Linked DNA regions of Mus musculus: all the other regions are linked to region 3. A link is a contact called in public HiCAR-type and promoter capture Hi-C data. All regions are on one chromosome and are shown on one strand. Each heading gives the region's core, a stretch centred on a gene start, on an enhancer-like site or on the middle of the called end of the contact. The rest is flanking DNA. Distances are from core to core; before and after follow the strand shown. Region 1 holds the start of Zfp933 (zinc finger protein 933). Region 2 holds the start of Plod1 (procollagen-lysine, 2-oxoglutarate 5-dioxygenase 1). Region 3 holds the start of Vps13d (vacuolar protein sorting 13D). Region 4 holds the start of Mfn2 (mitofusin 2).

The links. Promoter capture Hi-C pulls out the DNA fragments that hold promoters and counts their contacts. HiCAR-type assays count read pairs that join an accessible place to other places.
Region 1: a HiCAR-type map of astrocytes shows a contact between it and region 3, with 7 times the contacts expected there. The contact joins the promoter of Zfp933 here to the promoter of Vps13d in region 3. A contact is called at or near these places in 2 of 39 promoter capture datasets (hippocampal neurons and pre-B cells), 1 of 115 datasets of contacts at active chromatin or transcription factors (astrocytes) and 1 of 9 other capture datasets (adipose tissue).
Region 2: a contact with region 3 is called in a promoter capture Hi-C map of liver, with 5 times the contacts expected there. The contact joins the promoter of Plod1 here to the promoter of Vps13d in region 3. A contact is called at or near these places in 3 of 39 promoter capture datasets (frontonasal cranial neural crest, hippocampal neurons and liver).
Region 4: a contact with region 3 is called in a promoter capture Hi-C map of hippocampal neurons, with 7 times the contacts expected there. The contact joins the promoter of Mfn2 here to the promoter of Vps13d in region 3. A contact is called at or near these places in 3 of 39 promoter capture datasets (cranial neural crest, hippocampal neurons and liver).

Annotation. Positions count from the first base shown.
Region 1 is chr4:147,846,867-147,851,230 of GRCm38.p6, reverse strand. Zfp933 (zinc finger protein 933) reads left to right here and starts at 2,813. Exons shown (of 4, transcript NM_198619.3): 1 at 2,813-2,953. The coding sequence starts at 2,951.
Region 2 is chr4:147,935,239-147,939,482 of GRCm38.p6, reverse strand. It overlaps Plod1 (procollagen-lysine, 2-oxoglutarate 5-dioxygenase 1), which reads left to right and starts at 2,707. Exons shown (of 19, transcript NM_011122.3): 1 at 2,707-2,881. The coding sequence starts at 2,806.
Region 3 is chr4:145,192,616-145,196,482 of GRCm38.p6, reverse strand. It overlaps Vps13d (vacuolar protein sorting 13D), which reads left to right and starts at 1,478. Exons shown (of 70, transcript NM_001276465.1): 1 at 1,478-1,564.
Region 4 is chr4:147,902,292-147,906,736 of GRCm38.p6, reverse strand. It overlaps Mfn2 (mitofusin 2), which reads left to right and starts at 1,828. Exons shown (of 19, transcript NM_133201.3): 1 at 1,828-2,079; 2 at 3,240-3,382.

The DNA of each region.
Region 1 (4,364 bases), core at 1,564-4,063, 2.7 Mb before region 3:
GAGCTTGAGGACTCTTATGGAAAAATAGGAGGAAGAATTACAGCCCCTAAGGGAATAGGAAGGCCACAGAAATACTAACAATATCAACTAATATGGACACGTGGGGCTCTCAGAGAATGAACCATCAACTGAAGAACATACATGGGTTGGAACTAGGCCTCCATGCTCATATATAGCAGATATGCAGCTTGACCTTCATGTGGGTTGTGAACAACTGAACAGGACAGGGGTTGGGGGTGGGGCTATCCCAAAAGCTGTTGCTCAGAGCAGGGCTGCCTTGCCTGGACTTGGCGGGAGTGGAAGTGCAGAGATTTGAAGTACCAAGGTTGGGGGCATACCCAGGGTGACCCCATCTGCTCAGAGGGAAGGGGAAGGGGGGCAATAATTGTGGGAGGGGGTTACCAGGAGGGGGGAAATGAGCAGGATGTAAAGTGAATAAGAAAAAACTTTTTAAAAAAATTCTGAAATCTAAAGTAGATCTAATCTCAAGCAGTTCAGACCAGGGACAGTGAGCCTGGAGTAGCTTCCATTGGCCTGCCTGGGCTATGGCCCAACACCAGAGACTGCTATGTTTACCCAACAGAAATCTAACCACTCCTAGTTCTGGGGGCTGATGTCAAGCACTGGTGGTCTGGCTTCTGAAGGTCTCTTCCTTCTTTTCTAGATAGCCACTCTCTCACAGGTTTCCTCATAATCTCGTTATGCTTGGACCTCGCTGAAGTCTCTTGTTTAATAGAATAGCAACCTTATTTGAGTAGGGCCTGATCTTAACCTGCTTACTTCCTAAAGGCTTGGCCTCCAGATACAGCCATGTGCTGGGGAGTTTAGACCTTGGACACACATGTGGGGGGTACAGTTCAAGCCATGCTCATCTCTCTTCTCCATAGCACACACAGTAGACGTTGCAAAAGGCATTTTGCAGATAAGATATCGATGTGAGGAGGCAGAAGAGATGGCCCAGCAGTTAAAGAGCTCTTCTTGCTCTTCCGGAGGACCTGAATCTATCTGGTTCTCAGTGCATCCACTGGGCAGTTCACAATTGCCTGTAAGTCCAGGTAGCCTCAGAGGCCACACACACACACACACACACACACACACACACACATCCACACACCATATATTTACATGGAGGTATGCATATAAATAAAAATGAGTATTTCAAAAAAGATATTGAGCTGGGCAGTGAGGCACCCCCCCACCCCCTCTCCTACTCCATCTTCTGGGTCTTGACATGAGGTTTAACATTAAAGTAGAAAGTGAGCTCTGTCAAGTGAGTTCTGTCAAATGTGGTCCTGTTTATCACTGGCCCATCATATTCTCTCTCTCTCTCTCTCTCTCTCTCTTCCTCTCCCTCTCCCTCTCTCTCTCTCTCCAGGGTTTCTTTCCCTTTGTATCCCTAGAATTTGTTCCAGGTTGTTCTAGAATTAGTTCTGGGGACCAGACTGGCCTCAACCTGAGTGAGTGATCTGCTACCACTGTTTCATAGTGCTGGAGTTAAAGGCATGTACCATCATATGCTGCTAAACTAGCCTATCACTTCCAACCCAGTCTCTCCTGCAAGGAGGACTGACCAGTCAGAACTCTCCGATTCTAATTTCTGCCCCGAGGAATGGCAGCCTTTTTCCTTCTCCAAGCTTGTGATTCCTGGGACAATTGCAGTTTCAGCCATCCTAGGAAGCCATCCTCAGCCCTCAGGTGCTGGCCACAGGGAAATCCCTGGTCACCCACAGCCCTTCTTCCTCTCTATGGACAGAACTCTGAGTCCTAAAAAGGTAAGAAGATGCATCCTCCATGTGTTCACAGAGAGGCAAAGGCAAAAAGCCTGGGGAATGTTCAACAAGGATGAACTCAGTGGCTTATCTTTTATGGGACGATCTTGAGTTTAGAACAGGCTAGAGCACAGGAAGGAAGAGCTGAGGAGGGTCTCCACATCTCCCCCATTGCAGACATTTCCTAGTTATAATGTCCAGCGTACAACCTTCCATGCGACTACCATGATTTCACAGGAAGCCAGTAAAGTCATTCACACTTTGGCCAAGCCTTGACTCTTCCACAGGCTGGCACTACAAGGTTCCTTTCTGCAGTCCTGGCTGTTCTAGAATTCTCTCTATAGATCAAGTTGGCCTCAAGGTCAAGCGATCCCTCTACCTATGCTAAACCATGTCTGCCTTCATTTCTCGTTCTTGATGCTGGACAGAGACCCCATCACTCCTCCATCATGTATTGTCGCTGAGGCCATTTCAGGTTTAACTAGAATTTGATTTCCTTGATCAAGAATTCTAGGAAAATTACTCAACTCCACTTCTAGGAACCCAAGGTCAGGATATCCTTGCTAACTTATCTCAACCTGTTTGTGCTGGAACCCCCTCTGGCTAACTGCTTATCTTAGCTTCTACTAGAGACTGCTTGTTTCTGTGAGGATTCTACTTTGGTTGCCAGATGTAAAAATCTGGAGCTAGGGCACTCAGTGCCCTCGGCAGCTCAGCTCACTCTCCAGTGTACGTATTGAAGAGAGACTGTGGGGTAGAGTTATCGTCCTATGAACCTCTGTACGCTAATCCTGATTTTTGCTGGAAATAGACCAACTCAACAATTTTGAACCAAATTTAAAGCAGGCATTTATTAAATATTAAATACTGACCAAGAGACAGACCTGGGTCAGTAAAATTCCCCCGGAATTTGCCAGCGCGAACGGCCTCAGTCACGTGTTACAGCGGTTTCTTTTTAGATATTCAACTAGACCACCGTACTTTCCCATGAGCCTTTGTTATTTCCAAAGAACTACAATTCCCAGCATTCCAGGAACTTACGTAGTTCCGGGGCAGAGGAGGCTTCCAGGTTAATTTTGAGAATTACAGATGCAAGCTCTCCACCTTGATTTCAGGAGGAAGAAGGGGAAGTTAGTAGTGGGTGGTCTGAGGGACGCTCAGGCAAGGTCCTAAGTCTCGACATGGTGAGTACAGGGTCACTGCCCATATCGGGGAGGAGCAGGCGGATGAACCTGGGGAGCTGGTGTGGTGGGTTCTCCTCGGGACTGGGTGGTAAGCGGAGGCCAGATGTGGCCACCTGTGGGGTCTGTTTTAGTTCTAGTCATTCCCTGGACCCGGTAGTGGGCTCTGAATAACGTCACTATCCGGACTGCTTCTGCGCCAAGCATTTGGAGTAAGGACTTGTGTGCAGGATCATCCTTGGCAAGATGCCAAACTCGAAGAGACCTGGTTTCTCACAGTATCTTCTACAACTTTTTTCCTTTAGCATTTAACGTTTAGTTGTAAGGTCCATTTGGAGTTCATTTTGTGGCGGTTGTAAAAGGTGTCTCACGTGTTGGGTAACACTACAATGTTAATCTGTGATGTAGAAGAATAGGATTTATGATGTAAAGGAATTGCAGTGCTTAGGAGAGGGTAAGTCACACCACATAGAATTTAGATAAGTGAGGATGCCATCTAAAACACCCTACAGATGGGTACTATGCTAACCATGTCTGTTAGATAGGATGCTAGGATACACATTTTTGTTCACTAGGATTGTCCAGAAATATGGCTGAAGAGCAGAACAAAGGAGACAAACCAGATTTACAACCAGCTGCTAGGCCATTCCCATTGATAAGTTATTTGTTCTCTGCTGCTCAAATGAGCCAGTTCAAGCCAGCTTGGATTATATTAAATGTCAGTTTATTGGGAAGCCGCTCTTGTTCACTGGCCCCAAGGACCGAGGTCAAGGAAGTTACCATGGTGAGAGAGGGAGGCAGAGAAAGAGAAAGCAGGCAGGGGACAGAGAGAATAGGAGAAAAAGAGAAAGTGAGAAGAGAGCAAGAGAGAGAGAGAGAGAGAGAGAGAGAGAGAGAGAGAGAGAGAGAGAGAGAGAGAGAGAGAGAGATTGCAACATGAGCAAGACTACACTGTTGTCAATTTCTTGCAAAGGAACAACTCTGTAGTGTTGAGGGCTGTTTTTTTTTTTTTTTTTCAAGTAAGGCTTTCCATGTGATGGGGGGGGGTGGGGAGAGAGAGAGAGAGAGAGAGAGAGAGAGAGAGAGAGAGAGAAAGATTTTGAATTAGTCAGTGTGGAGAGGAGTTTTGAGTCAGAACAGCTGAGTTGACCAGCCAGCAAGAGTTCAGGAAAATCTAGGAAAGGCGAGCTTATTCAGCAGTAAATCTCTGAAGCTGGGATTGTCCAGAGACTAGAAACCTTCAGGACTAGGCTAGGTAAATAGGCTGAGTCAGTAAGCCTCAGAGAAGACAGTTACCTCAGGTGAATAAAATCATTTATACAGAGCTCCTTCTCTAAAGCAAGGATATATGCTTGGGAAAGCTGGTAATGGTCTGCAGCCAGGACCTGTGGGGAGAGGTTGTGTCAGATCCTGA
Region 2 (4,244 bases), core at 1,458-3,957, 2.7 Mb before region 3:
CAGAGCTCAGTAGCACATTTTAGCCAGTTGTTGTACACATATCTTTAATCTGACTCTTCAAGAGGCAGGGGCAGGTAGATTTTACTAAGTTCAAGGCTAGCCTGTCTACACAGTGAGACCATATTTCAAAACAAACTAAAACAACCACACTTTTTTTTTTAGCAGACTATTAGCTCAGAACAGAATATTCCTCTAGCACTAGTGATTTCCCAGAACCTTAAAGTTAAAATAAAAATCTAATGGCAAGATGGCTCAGCAGGTAAAAGCATTCGCCAGCAAGTGTGATGACCTAAGTTCTGTACCTAGGACCTATGTGGTAGAAGGAGAGAGCTGACGCCTCTATGTGCACATTGTTGTATGTCCAAATCAGAAGATGGTATGGGATCCCTGGAGTTACAGGCACGTGTGAGTTGCCAGTCTCTTAACTGCTGAACCATCTCTCCAGCTCCACTTTTTAATGGATGACAGGAGGAAACCGCATGCATGTTTGTGTGTGGACAACTTCCCATCCTGAAGTTGTCCAGCAGTTTCCTATTAAATTGGAGTCCTGTGCCTTTAACAGTCCATTGCACGTGGAGCACGTACTAGAAATACTAGAGGCAACATCTGGGCAGCAGCCACCACCTCTTGCTTAAAGAAACAGGCCACCCTACACGAAGCTTGGATTGGGCTCAAGTTCTAGCAATTTGATGAAACAAACAGGAAACAGGTTCCAAAAGAGTAAGGCCAGGCTTCACAAGAGTGAATTCTTCCTCTTGAAAGGTCAGGCAGTTTATAAAACTGATCCCTCTTTTAATTTGTACTCTGATGACTGCCCAGGAATGTTTTCTATCTGGCGTATATCGCTGTAGGCAGTTCTAGCTGGGAGCTGGCTGATGCTTCCTTACTGTGGTCCCACATCAGGTGTGTGATGCCAGGCAGATGATACTGCTTCGAGCCTTAGTTTCTTGTTTTGCAAACAGAAGTGACAGCTTTACGAGAAAGGCAGTTGTGAGCTTGGAGGAAGAGCTTTGAAAATCGAGCCAGCCAACAAGGCTGGCTGGTTCTTCCCCCATTTACACTTGTACTTCCTCCTCCAAGGGTTTGGAGATCTCAGTCCTCAACCTTCTGGGTCTAAAACACCCGGCGGATGCTGGTGGATGCTTGGCGCCAAGTCCTGTCTCCAGCTGCAGCAGCTCCTGGCTCTAAGTCCCTGCTAGGAAGCAAATGTTCTAGATTCTGCTGAGGTCGCTTCCTCTGGTTGGTCTTGTGACTTTGAGCTTGCTGCTGGATAGCCCTGGGCCTCTCTTCTACCATCTGTGAGAGTGTGAGTTGACCTCTGCACAATGAGGTGGACGCCCATTTTTCCAGCCTGTTCTTATTTCCCAGAAAGGACACGTGGTTCTTCAATTGTACAAGTATTGTACATCTTTCTCAAGAAAAAGAGAAACAAGAAAAGAAGAACGATTCCCAATAATATGACCTAGAAACGCTGCATAAGTTATGAACATGTTTATTCCACAACTTGGAAATAATCATTGCAAACATTGGTCTGTAAGTTTCCTGTGTTGGGGGTGGGTGTGTGTTGTTGAGGTCTCACACAGTCCACACTAGCCTCAAGCTATATGGTCACTAGCTCTACGGCTGAGCATGTCTTGAACTCCTGATCCTGCTATGCCTCCTGAGTGCTGGGATTCCAGCTCGCTTTGACACCTTCTTCCTCCCTTCTCTGACTGAGTCTGGCTGTGCAGCTCAGGCTGGCTTTGGACAATGGAGCTCTTCTACCTCCTGAGTGCTAGGATTTGGGCAGACCCCACCCTACCCCACCCAACCTTGTTTTGACCTATCTGCTAGGCAGAGGATCTATCTTTAACAATGAGTCATACTGAAGAGAAAACCTTTCCCACTTAGCATCCTGTAGATGCCTGTTTCCTTTGTGAAAGACCAAATCTCCCTAACTCCCTGATTTCGTCAAGCCCCTCCTCCCCCGCCCTCCCGAACCCTGCCCTAGGATCTAATCTGTGGGACTGAGATTCCAGGGTCCCTGTTTGAGCTCTCTTCTACGGCTTGACAGATTTTGTCTAAATGTAGATGTGCTTGGCTCACATCTGGACCAGGAACCCTTGCTCCAGAAACTTTTGACCTTCTTTTACTTTGTCTGTGAATGGCACTGAAAATTTTCACTCCATCCACTTAGCCCTCATTCATCCATCCACTCACTCACCCATCCATCCATCTGGCCCCCCATCATCCATCTATCCAGCCAGCCAGCCACTTACCCATCCATCCACCTATACCGCCATCCAACCATCCACTCACTCACCCACTTACACACCCACTTATCCATCCATCTAATACCCCCCCCCCACCATCACCACACACACACACATCCATCCCATAATTAACCGCTGCAATTTCCTTGACTACTTTCTGATTTCCTTCCAGGGAGCGGAAAGTTGAATTAAGTGATTCTCTTTTGGGAGCTGGGGCTAGACTTTATATATATATTCCCACCATCGCGGTGCAGATGATATTAAGTCTCCTCTTCTAGACATCAAGGCCTCGCCCTCCTCGCCCACTTGGAGAGAAGCGGGGGAGGGAGAGCATGGACGGTCCGGCATCGGGACCCAGGGGGCACAACGACCTGCCCCAAGTCTGGAGGACCTAGAAGCCTAAGCAGGAAAACCCTTCCCCGAGGCGGGCGGAGGCGTGCGCGGCACCGCCCCCGGGGCGGGCTCAGTGCGTGGCAGCGCCCGCCGGCCCCGTCGCGAAGTTTCCAGTTCAGCTTCTGTCTCAGTGCCGGCGGGTTGTTCCCGAGACTCCGCTATGCGGTCCCTGCTGCTCCTGGCCCCGTTGGCCTGGCTTCTTCTGGTCCAGGCGAAGGATGACGCCAAGCTAGAGGGTGAGGACGCGGCGGCGGAGCTGTGCCTGGCCGTCTGTCTCGCCGAGGACCGGGGTGTCCAGGCGACCTGGGCTGGAAGGGGGGGAGCCGGGGAGCTGGGTTGCGGTCATCTGTCCACTTGCCCGCGGGTGACTCCGGTAGATCACTTCCTCTCATGGGGTCGGGATTCCTAGGTTTGTGCTGCGGGCAGAGGAGGGGACAGCCGAAGTACACTCTCCCCTTGCGCGCCCCCTACCCTCATTTGGCGCTCAGAGGAGTCCATGATCACAATTCCCATAATAAGTAGCAAGACTCCCGTTTATCGTACACGATCTGCTGCAGCCTGGCCTCACTAGTTAAGCACCAGTTAAATACGTTTGCTGGAAGTGTTTTCTTATGTTAACCCCGTTTTCCAGCTTTACAAACTGAGGCTCCAAATCAGCCGCATTCTCCAGGGCATCCTGTTTTCTTCCACCCATGTTGCTGGAGACATGGGAGTTGGCCTGAACATGGTGGGTGGTAGGAATGTGGAGGGCTCCGGTGGGTGAGCCCTGTTGGTAAGAGCACTTGCCTAGCTCGCATGCAGCCCAGGGTTTGGTCCCCAGCGCTGCATAAACTAAACATAGTTGTGCATGCTTATAACCCCAGTACTCAGGGAGGTTGAAGCAGGGTTATCAGAAGTCCAAGGTCATCCTCAACTACACGAAGGGTTAAAGTCAGTCTAGACTACATGAGACCCTGACCAAAAAGGAAAGAAAGGAAGAAAAAAAAAAAAAAAAAAAAAAGGAAAGGAAAAGAACCTGGCTTTGAAACCCATGTGCTGGGAGCCACAGGTTTTTGCATGCCTGCTCCGTCTTCCATCTGTGCTCAGTTATACATAGGGTCACACGCCTTTCGCGTTGGTGATGCACAGTTTTTGAGAAGCTTGGTATTTTAGACTCCAACACAGAGTGGCAAGACCTCATTTCTAGAGATCACAAGAGATTCCTCAAATAAGACCAGCCCCTGAGTCCCCTTAAAGTCAAGGCTCTGGGCATTTTCTCTCCAAGCTCAGAGCAGCTAGGTTTGTTGTTGTTGTTGTTTTGGGGTTTTTTTGTTTGTTTGTTTGTTTTGGTAGGGTCTAATCTAGCATCAAAGGAAGATAGATAAGAGACTCTGATAAGTCCCGACTACAGAGTTGGTAATGTGTGCAAAGGCCCACCTAGTGGCAGGAACCTGGAGCCCAGTGGCAGCCATTTTTTCTCCATTTCACTTTCTCCTGCTTCTGCTGATGCGTGCTCGGATACTCCAGACCATCCCAGTTCCAAGAGCCTCAGTTGCCCTCTAGGAAGCCCAGAACTCAGCTCCCGCTCTGTGCCAAGAATGGAGGCGTCACCGGCAGACA
Region 3 (3,867 bases), core at 229-2,728:
GTTATATGTTGTGATCAGAGTATTTTGGTTCATCAGAGTGACTAAATTACTAAGCAATTTTCCCTTTATCTCTCCCCCCACCTTATTGTCATTGGTCCTAGGGACTTAATCCAGCATCACACATGGACTCTACTACTGAGCTATACCTTCCAGGCTCATCTCTTTTTTTTGTTTGTTTGTTTGTTTGTTTGTTTGTTTGTTTTTTGTGTTTTCGAGACAGGGTTTCTCTGTATAGCCCTGGCTGTCCTGGAACTCACTTTGTAGACCAGGCTGGCCTTGAACTCAGAAATCCACCTGCCTCTGCCTCCCAAGTGCTGGGATTAAAGGCGTGTGCCACCACGCCCGACTGGCTCATCTCTTTTGATATAGCAAGTAACAAATGAGTCTATTTGGGGCTGGCATTATACTTCTGTAGGACCGCACTGATCTAGGAGAACAGCATGCTAAGCAGAGAGAATGACGGATGCAAAGGACTGGAGGCAGGAACTGAAGCATTTTGTGAGTCAAGTGAACCAGAGAAAGCCATAGAAAGGGAATAAGACCAGACAAATTTTAGTGTGGCACAGTACAGAGGGTTTTTATTTTTTACTTGTTTTATTTTTGAGACAGTCTCAAGTAGCCCAGATTGGCCCCCAATTCATTACGTATCTTGAGAATGACCTTAGACACCTCATCTTCCTTTCTCTCTCTACCTCCTGAGCCCTGGGCTCAGTGTGTATGCTTACAAGTGTGTGCCACCATGCCTGGCTTTATATAGTGGTTCCTGCCTTCAAGAAGTATTGTGTGTGTATTTTGGGGGTGGAAAAGCGAGAGGATGGGGTTTGAGACAGGATATGGATGAACCCACTATGTAGCCCAAGCTGCCTTCCAACTATTAACTTTCCTGAATGCTCAGAAGGAGGTATTTTTTTAATTAAAATTTGCATTTATTCATTTTGTGTGTATATGTGGGCAGGCACACCTGTAGGTCAGAGGACACTTTGGGTGAATCAGTTCGCTCCTTCCACCACATGGGTGCTGGGAATTGGTCATCTGGCTTGGTTGCAAGGTCCTGTTCCAGCTGAGCTATCTTGACAGCCCAGGAGATGAATTTTAATACAAGTGTAGTGGGGGGAGTGGTTTAAGCAGGGCTAAAGGCATGGTTTGAATTACAGACTTCAGTGGCAGTCAAGGGGTCATTATTGGTGGTGGGATAAAAAGGCAGATGGAAAGCAGGGCGGTTTTGGAGGCACGATAATGTTTGAACTAGGATGATTTATATTCCTACACTGTCCCGGCTCTCAGTTTACCCATTTGTAAAACGGGGCTGATTGAGCTGTTGCTCATTAAGCCCCCAGCATACTGGGAGGCACCCGCCGCCCTTACAGGAACGGCTGCGGACGCTAGGGGGCGCCCCATCGACGGCTCGGTGCTCTGCTGGCCAGGCCCAGGTACGTAGCCACTCGATTGGTCGAGTCTAGCGCTCTAGTCACCGCCATTGAGGAGTGGCGGAGAGGAAGCACCTCGCAGAACCGGGCTTGGGCGGCAGCGACAGCGACAGCGGTAGCTACAGCTACAGCGACAGGTAGGGGGGCGGCGGTCAAGGCGGAGGACCTCAAGGAAAGCGGCCACGCGATCGACCTGGCTGTGCTCCGACGGCCCGACTCGGGGTCCGCGGCAGCCGGCCTCTCCCGGAGCCCGGGCGCCCTCGCGGGGACCCCGGAGCCCGAGAGTCGCTGGCACTTCAGGCCCGGGCTCGGGGCACCGGTCTCTGCAGCCTGGAGACACCACTGGATTTTGGGTGTCACGTCTCCCGAGGCTTGATTCCAACGTGCGAGTGTCTCTTCAGCACACCCCTAGTGGGGCGGCGTCCCTTCCCTCAGTGCCTCCATCCCCTCTGGGGTCACCTCTGGGTGGGGACATTAGGTTTGTCCCCAGGGTCCCTCTCTTCCCAACTTTTCCTTCTTGTAGGGGACACTCTTCGCCTCTCTTACCCCTAGAGAGCCATCTTCTCTAGGCTTGGTGGCTCTGTCCCCTGTTGCTGCCAGGCTTGGGGTTCTGACAGCAGACCGGAGATATGGAAAGGCCAGGGAAGCTTCGCGTTCCTGCGGAGCCCCCGGCCTGACACACACTTGGAGTTGTCCCCTTGTGGCAGAGCTCCTGGAATCCCTCAGCACTCAGCCCTAGCTGCCTGGCACAGGGATTCTCCAGGTCCAAATGCCAGTGCTTCCTATTCCCCGGTCTGGCCTCTTCTCGGGTGGGGCCTGGCTCAAGGTCATGTCCGGCTGTCTGCCCAGGCTGTGGGTTGAACCCAGATCCCTCAGTGTCACCTGCCACACCAGATAGGGGAAGCCAGGTGGGGGTTATTACCGGGCAGCTGCCTAGAAGTCCTGATGAGCATATAAATACTCTGGGATTCTGGCCAGCCTGGCGGACCTCCCTGAAACCAGATTCCTTAAGGGAATCCTTGAAGTGGCCTCAAGCCTGCTCTAGATGCTTAGTAGAGCTAATGGATGCTTTCTGGCTTGGGCCTCACACGGAGCAGAAGAACATCTGTAGGGCGCTAACAGCTCATGTGTACTTTTAAATGTGTACTTTGTGTTCTTCTACATCGAGAATAAGTATGGAAGGGGCAGAGCATGGGTACAAAACGACAATAGTTTCCTGGAAAAGTAAATTTATTTTACACTTATTTTATGTGTATTGGGGGCTGGAGGAGGGCAGCTGTCAGAAGACCACCTGTGGGAGTCTGTAGTCTCTTTTTAACCATATGGGTTCTGGGGTTTAAACTCAGTCTTGGTAGCGATTTCCTTCACCTCTGAGACACCATGCTAGCCCGACAGTAGTTTCTCTTTACTGGGAAAACATCTGGAGTTGGCATTTTAGGGAGAGTTGGCTTTTAGGGCTGAAATTAATGGCAATAACAAAAATAAAGATTACTTTAGCCTTGGCTTGGTGCCCAGGACTGTTTGAGGCTCACATAATAAAACAAGGTAGTCAGCTTCACATTGTGTTTTTAATAGATTTACCTTGTTGAAATGACAATAGAGAAACGTTTATTTACACTGTGAAGCATTTTTGATTAAAAATTTTTAAAAATTGTTTTTGTGACCTTGAAAGCAAATGCCGAGGAGTCCCCCTCCCCAGATTCTTGGCTTTATATCTGGAGCATAACCTACCCCCCCCAATTCTTTTGAAAGAAATAAGACAATAAAGTGCATTTTCTGCAAAATTAATATTGTTATTGAGACAGGGTCTCAATTTGTAGCTCTGGCTGGCCTGGAACCCCTATGTAAATGAGATGATCGTCCTTCCATTCAGAGATTGCCTACCTCTTCTTCCCTTGTGCTGGAATTAAAGGTGTAGATCATCACCCTGAAGAGTTAATTGATTTTTTTTTAACTGTCCCTGATTATAATTATGTCTTGCATAGACAAGTAAATATCTGCCTTCCTTTGAGGCTGGGTCAACTTTTAGGGGAGCTTTTGTTTTGGGTCTGTCTTATGTTGTTAGCTTTTTCCTTGGGGTGAGTGTATCTCCTGGCAGTAAGATAAATCACTAGTCATGGGGCAAAGTCCTTGGAAATGATCCTGAAAATAGTCTGGTTCCAAGTGGGACACATGCCACAGGAAATCTGGAATGGCTGGTGTGGTGGCTGGTGACCAACTTGATGGCCTAGGAGCAAGATTTACAGCTTAGAGTCCTTACTGGAGTCCATTAGACCAGTGATCTGAGAACCCAGCTAAACTTTTGTTTTGAGACAGGGTATATAGCCCCTGGCTGTTCTGGAACTGCTGTGTAGACCAGGCTGCCCTTAAACTCACAGATCCACCTGCTTCTGCCTGCCAGTACTGAGATAAAGGCCTGCATCGCCATTCTTGCCTCTCA
Region 4 (4,445 bases), core at 579-3,078, 2.7 Mb before region 3:
AGATTAGAAGCCTGGGAATGGGCTCAGAAGTTCCCTCTTCTGTCCAGGTTGGGATGGGAGCCTAGGCCAAAGCTTTCAGGGAGGCTACAGCAGAGGCAGAATGGACAGGAGAGAGTTTGGGAAAGCTCCTCCAAGCCTCTGGCTTGAGTAAGATTCTGCCAAAGGGAAAGGAAACAGTCTTCAGTTTTGTACTCAAAGAATTCCCTGGGGAGGCTGGAGATGATGGAGGAGGAGATACTTAGCGCACACTATACCCCAAGGCAAGTGCTGGGTGTGTCTCTCCAGTTCAGAGTCAGATGTTCCAGACAAGAAGCTGCCCTATGGGCAGTGACTACAGGCCAGCTCCCATGACTCACCTCTCTGGAGACTCGTAACCGGCGTGCTGATTTACCTCTGAGGCTGTTTGTGGCATGACTGTACCCTGGCTATAGGGCAGTGCCAATCGGTAGAAAGCATAACATGGCAGCTAGGTGTGTCAGTGAGATGACTACAGTCCTAGCCCTTGGGAGGCAGAGTAAAAAGATCATCAATTCAAGGCTGGTTTGGGCTACATAGTGGGAAGCCTGCCCCCAAACAAACAAAAGCAAGGTCGCATGGGCCACAGACACAGTTAAAATATTCAGCTAGCCATATTATCTGCTTTTAAATACTTGGCTTGTTGTTTTTATTTAATGTGTATGGGATGCTGCCTGCATGTATGGAAGTGTATCAGAAGTGTGCCTGGTTCCCCCTGGAAGACAGAGAGGACACTGGATCCCCTGAATTGTAGTTACCGATGTGAGCTAACATGTAGGTGTTGGGTCCTCTGTAAAAGCCATCTCTCTAGGCCCCAACCATATTCATTTATCGTGTGTGGTTGATGTACACGTGCCCTGGCTCTTGTACGGAGGTTAGAGGACAACATTTTATGAGCAGGTTCTTTCCTTCCACCGTGTGGGTTCCTGGAGATGGAACTCAAGCTGTCAGGCTTGGTAGCAGCCATTTATACCTACTGAGCCTTTTTTGTGACCGCCACTATTAGCTCTACTTTTAGAAGTAAGAAGAAACGGGGTGGGGGGGGCGATTTAATTAAGATAATGTATTTCATTTAGCCCAGTTTATCCAAAGCTATAACAACACATCAATATAAAATTACTAATAAGGTAGTTTGCATTTCTTTTTATATTAAACATTGGGGCATTTCTCAGTTTGTAGCAGCTGCATTTCAGGGTCTCAGTAGCTACAAGTGGCTGGTGGGTGTTACTACAGAGCCCAGGCTTGGAGCCCTCCCAGCTTGGGGTCCAATGCAGTATCCCAGTTCTTGGAACAAAATGAGGGGCCAGTGAATGGCATGTGAGGTTGGATAATCATGTCCTGAATGTCCTGGGACTGAGTGAAAATTAAAAACTGCATGTTAGATAGCCAGTGCAATGACTGTCACCTAGTAGCTGCCTGATGCGTTGTGGCTGCTGTTTAGTTGCCTCAAAGGCAACTGAAGGACAATTACTTCACCCTAACGGTCTGTTTGTTCCCTTTGAAGACACTCGGATTATGAAATGCGAGTCTGGATTTCAAAACTGACAGGTGTTATACAGGGTCAAATTCTGGAGCAGCAACAACAAAAAAGGCGCAACAACAAAAAAGGCGCACGCAAACCTCTAATCGGTACCCTTGTCGTGTCCTGCCCGCTCCCCTCCCCGCCGTCCACCCTCTCCCCTCCCCCAACCCCCGTCCCGTTCTCCCACCCCTCCAACCCCTGCTTGACAGCTCGAGGCTCCGCCCTACCCCACCCTGACGGACGCTGATCCAAACTACAACTCCCATGACGCGCTGGGAGCCCCACCCTACAGCTTACGTCATCTGCACGAGACACGGGACGGTTACCAGGCACGCGGGGGCTCCTTTTGGAGCGCGGAGTTCCTAGACACTGTGGTATAGGAGTGGTAAGGTTGAGGTGACAGCGTTCAGAGGCCATCGGCTCGTCCGGGCTGCAGCGGGGCGAGTGACGAGCGCAGCCCCCTCCCCTCCCGCTTCTCTCGGTGTGGCGCCGGCTAGTGACGTGTTGGGTGTGATGGCCGCCGCGAGGCCGGGAAGGTGAAGGTGAGAGGGCGAGCGCGCCGGGGTGGTGGAACCGGCAGGCCCGGGCCGGGAGAGTCCTGAGCCACCCGGCTTAGGACGCTGGGCCTCTGGGGCCTCTGGGCCTCGGGCTCAGGCTCGGGTCACACGGGCGTTTCCCCTGCTGCGGCCTCGCCGTCAAGCCCTGCTCGGCTCTGAGGAGGGGGCGGGCCACCGGACTGAAGGCTGGGAGGTGGGCTCCTCCTCGCAGCTCCCCACACCCTGATGTCTCAGCCCTGTGATCTCCATTCAAGGTCCCTGACCCATTCCCGGTTTTCATCCAGTACTTTTCTTTTTTTGCCAGCATTTTTTTTTTTTCAGCACCCGGTTCACTGTACCCCACTTACGGTGGAAGTCTTTTTACTTATATGCCTTTTCATTGCACCGTTAAGACTCTGAGGGTTGGAGCTATTCTTAATCCGTCCCTGACCCTAGCACCTAACACATTGAAAGGCCACAGTGAATACTGAAAAAGATAGCTGTTTGGAAGGAGAAAGGCAACACTACTGGCCTCCATCTCTTGTAGTACTTTTCTATCCTGTTTTCTAGCTTTGCCAATCATCTCTCCCTTCGTCAGAAAAGGACTCTTGATTGTCCCCTTTTTGTCTTAGGTAGGAAAACACAAGTGAGCTTTGGAGTCACAGCTAGTGTAGTTTGGTGTCTAGCTTGGCTGCTTGGCTCTATACATCTTCCTAGTACTGTAGAGACCAAGTTTGCTCCATAGACTTGAGAATGGAAGGAGAGACTTTACAGTAGCAGGGATACTCTGGCCTTTGTCAGGTCTATTTTTCTTCCTCTCCTCTCCACTCCCCTTCCACTTCTAGTTGGCAGTTCCCCAGTCCTGAAGGCCAGGCCTTGGCCTGATTCAGCTCCCTTCTCTCTCTGGCTGTGTCTTAGCGAGGACCTCTTTGGTGCCTTGCATTAGCACATGGCTTAATATATTAGCACACGGCTAATGTGTTTGTCTCATTGTCATTGTTATTGTCTCCTCCCCCTCCACACACACACTTCCTCACCTGCTTCCTCAACACCGCAATGAGTAAGCTTCCCTCAGGGATGAGTTAGTTTGGCTTTAACACCTGATTAAACATATTTTGCATTTTCTTTCCTGGTGGCCCAGTGACCTCTGCCTTTTTCCTTTCCAGAAGCTTGGACAGGTGGAGTCAACACCATCAGGGGCCAACCTGGACCTGAATCAGCACAGAGGAGACCTCGAGTCCTTTTCATCTTTCTGACTCCAGCCATGTCCACGATGCCCAACCTGTGAAGGTCTCTTACCAGCTAGAAAGTAAGTGAGAGCTGTGGTTTGGCCACCATGGATCTAGATGAAGAGCAAAAGGGTGTGTTCTGCTGGCTCTCGGCTGGCGAGTCTCTCGGAGTGGATCCTGGAGCACAGAGCTCGTGGCTTCCAACTTGTGTCGGAAGGAGCTGCTGTATCTCCTTTCTGCTTCCACGGGGATTTCACTGGTTGACAGTTCAAAGCATGGCCAGGATCTGTCCCTCTCCTCCTTGTTTGTTTGTCCCTGTGCTGGCTCCTTTCCGTCTCTGCTTGGCAGGGGTTGGATTCTTATCATGGCTCCAAGAGTCTGCTGTGCCCTTTACCCTCTGTACTCTTTCGTTTCAATTTCTCAGCTTCTCCTCTGTTCCAGTTGTACAACAGACGATCTCTGGACCCGTTTTGTTTTCTCTGCTAGGAGTTGCTGCATATAAACTGGGTAAGGAGGTGGTGTGGATTCAGGGAGCCACACCTGAGATCCAGGCACCTTGCACTGATTTTTGCTACTGCTGTGCAAACACCTAATACTCCTCCACTAATAGCCTGGGTCAACGCAAAGCTCCTGATGGGCTTCGAGGGCTGTACTGGGTCTTTGTTCAGGGTTGTGTTTGTTTCTGATCTTAAGTTTATAATGCTGTTATGGTGTTCCTGCAACTTCCCTAAACTGCGACCCTTAGAATTTTATCTCTTTATTTTTTGGCTTTTTCAGACAGGGTTTCTCTATATCCCTGGCTGTCTTGGAACTCACTGGGTTGAACTCAGAGATTTGATTGCTTCTGCCTCTCACGCACTGGGATTAAAGGCATGCACCGCCACTGCTGGGCTGATCCTTAGAATTTTAAAGCCTGTTAGAAGTCTCTTCTCAGTCCTTGTTCCCTCTCTTTTGAGACAGGCAGGGTCACATGAAACCCCTGCTGGCCTTGAACTCCCTGGTTAACTGAGGATGGCCTTAAGCTCTGTTTTCTTGTTTTTTGTTTTTTTTTCCAGATTTATTTTGTGTGTGCGTGCGTGCGTGCGTGTGTCACAGTGCACATGTGGAGGTCACACAACTTGTGGGAATTTGTTCTCTCTACCA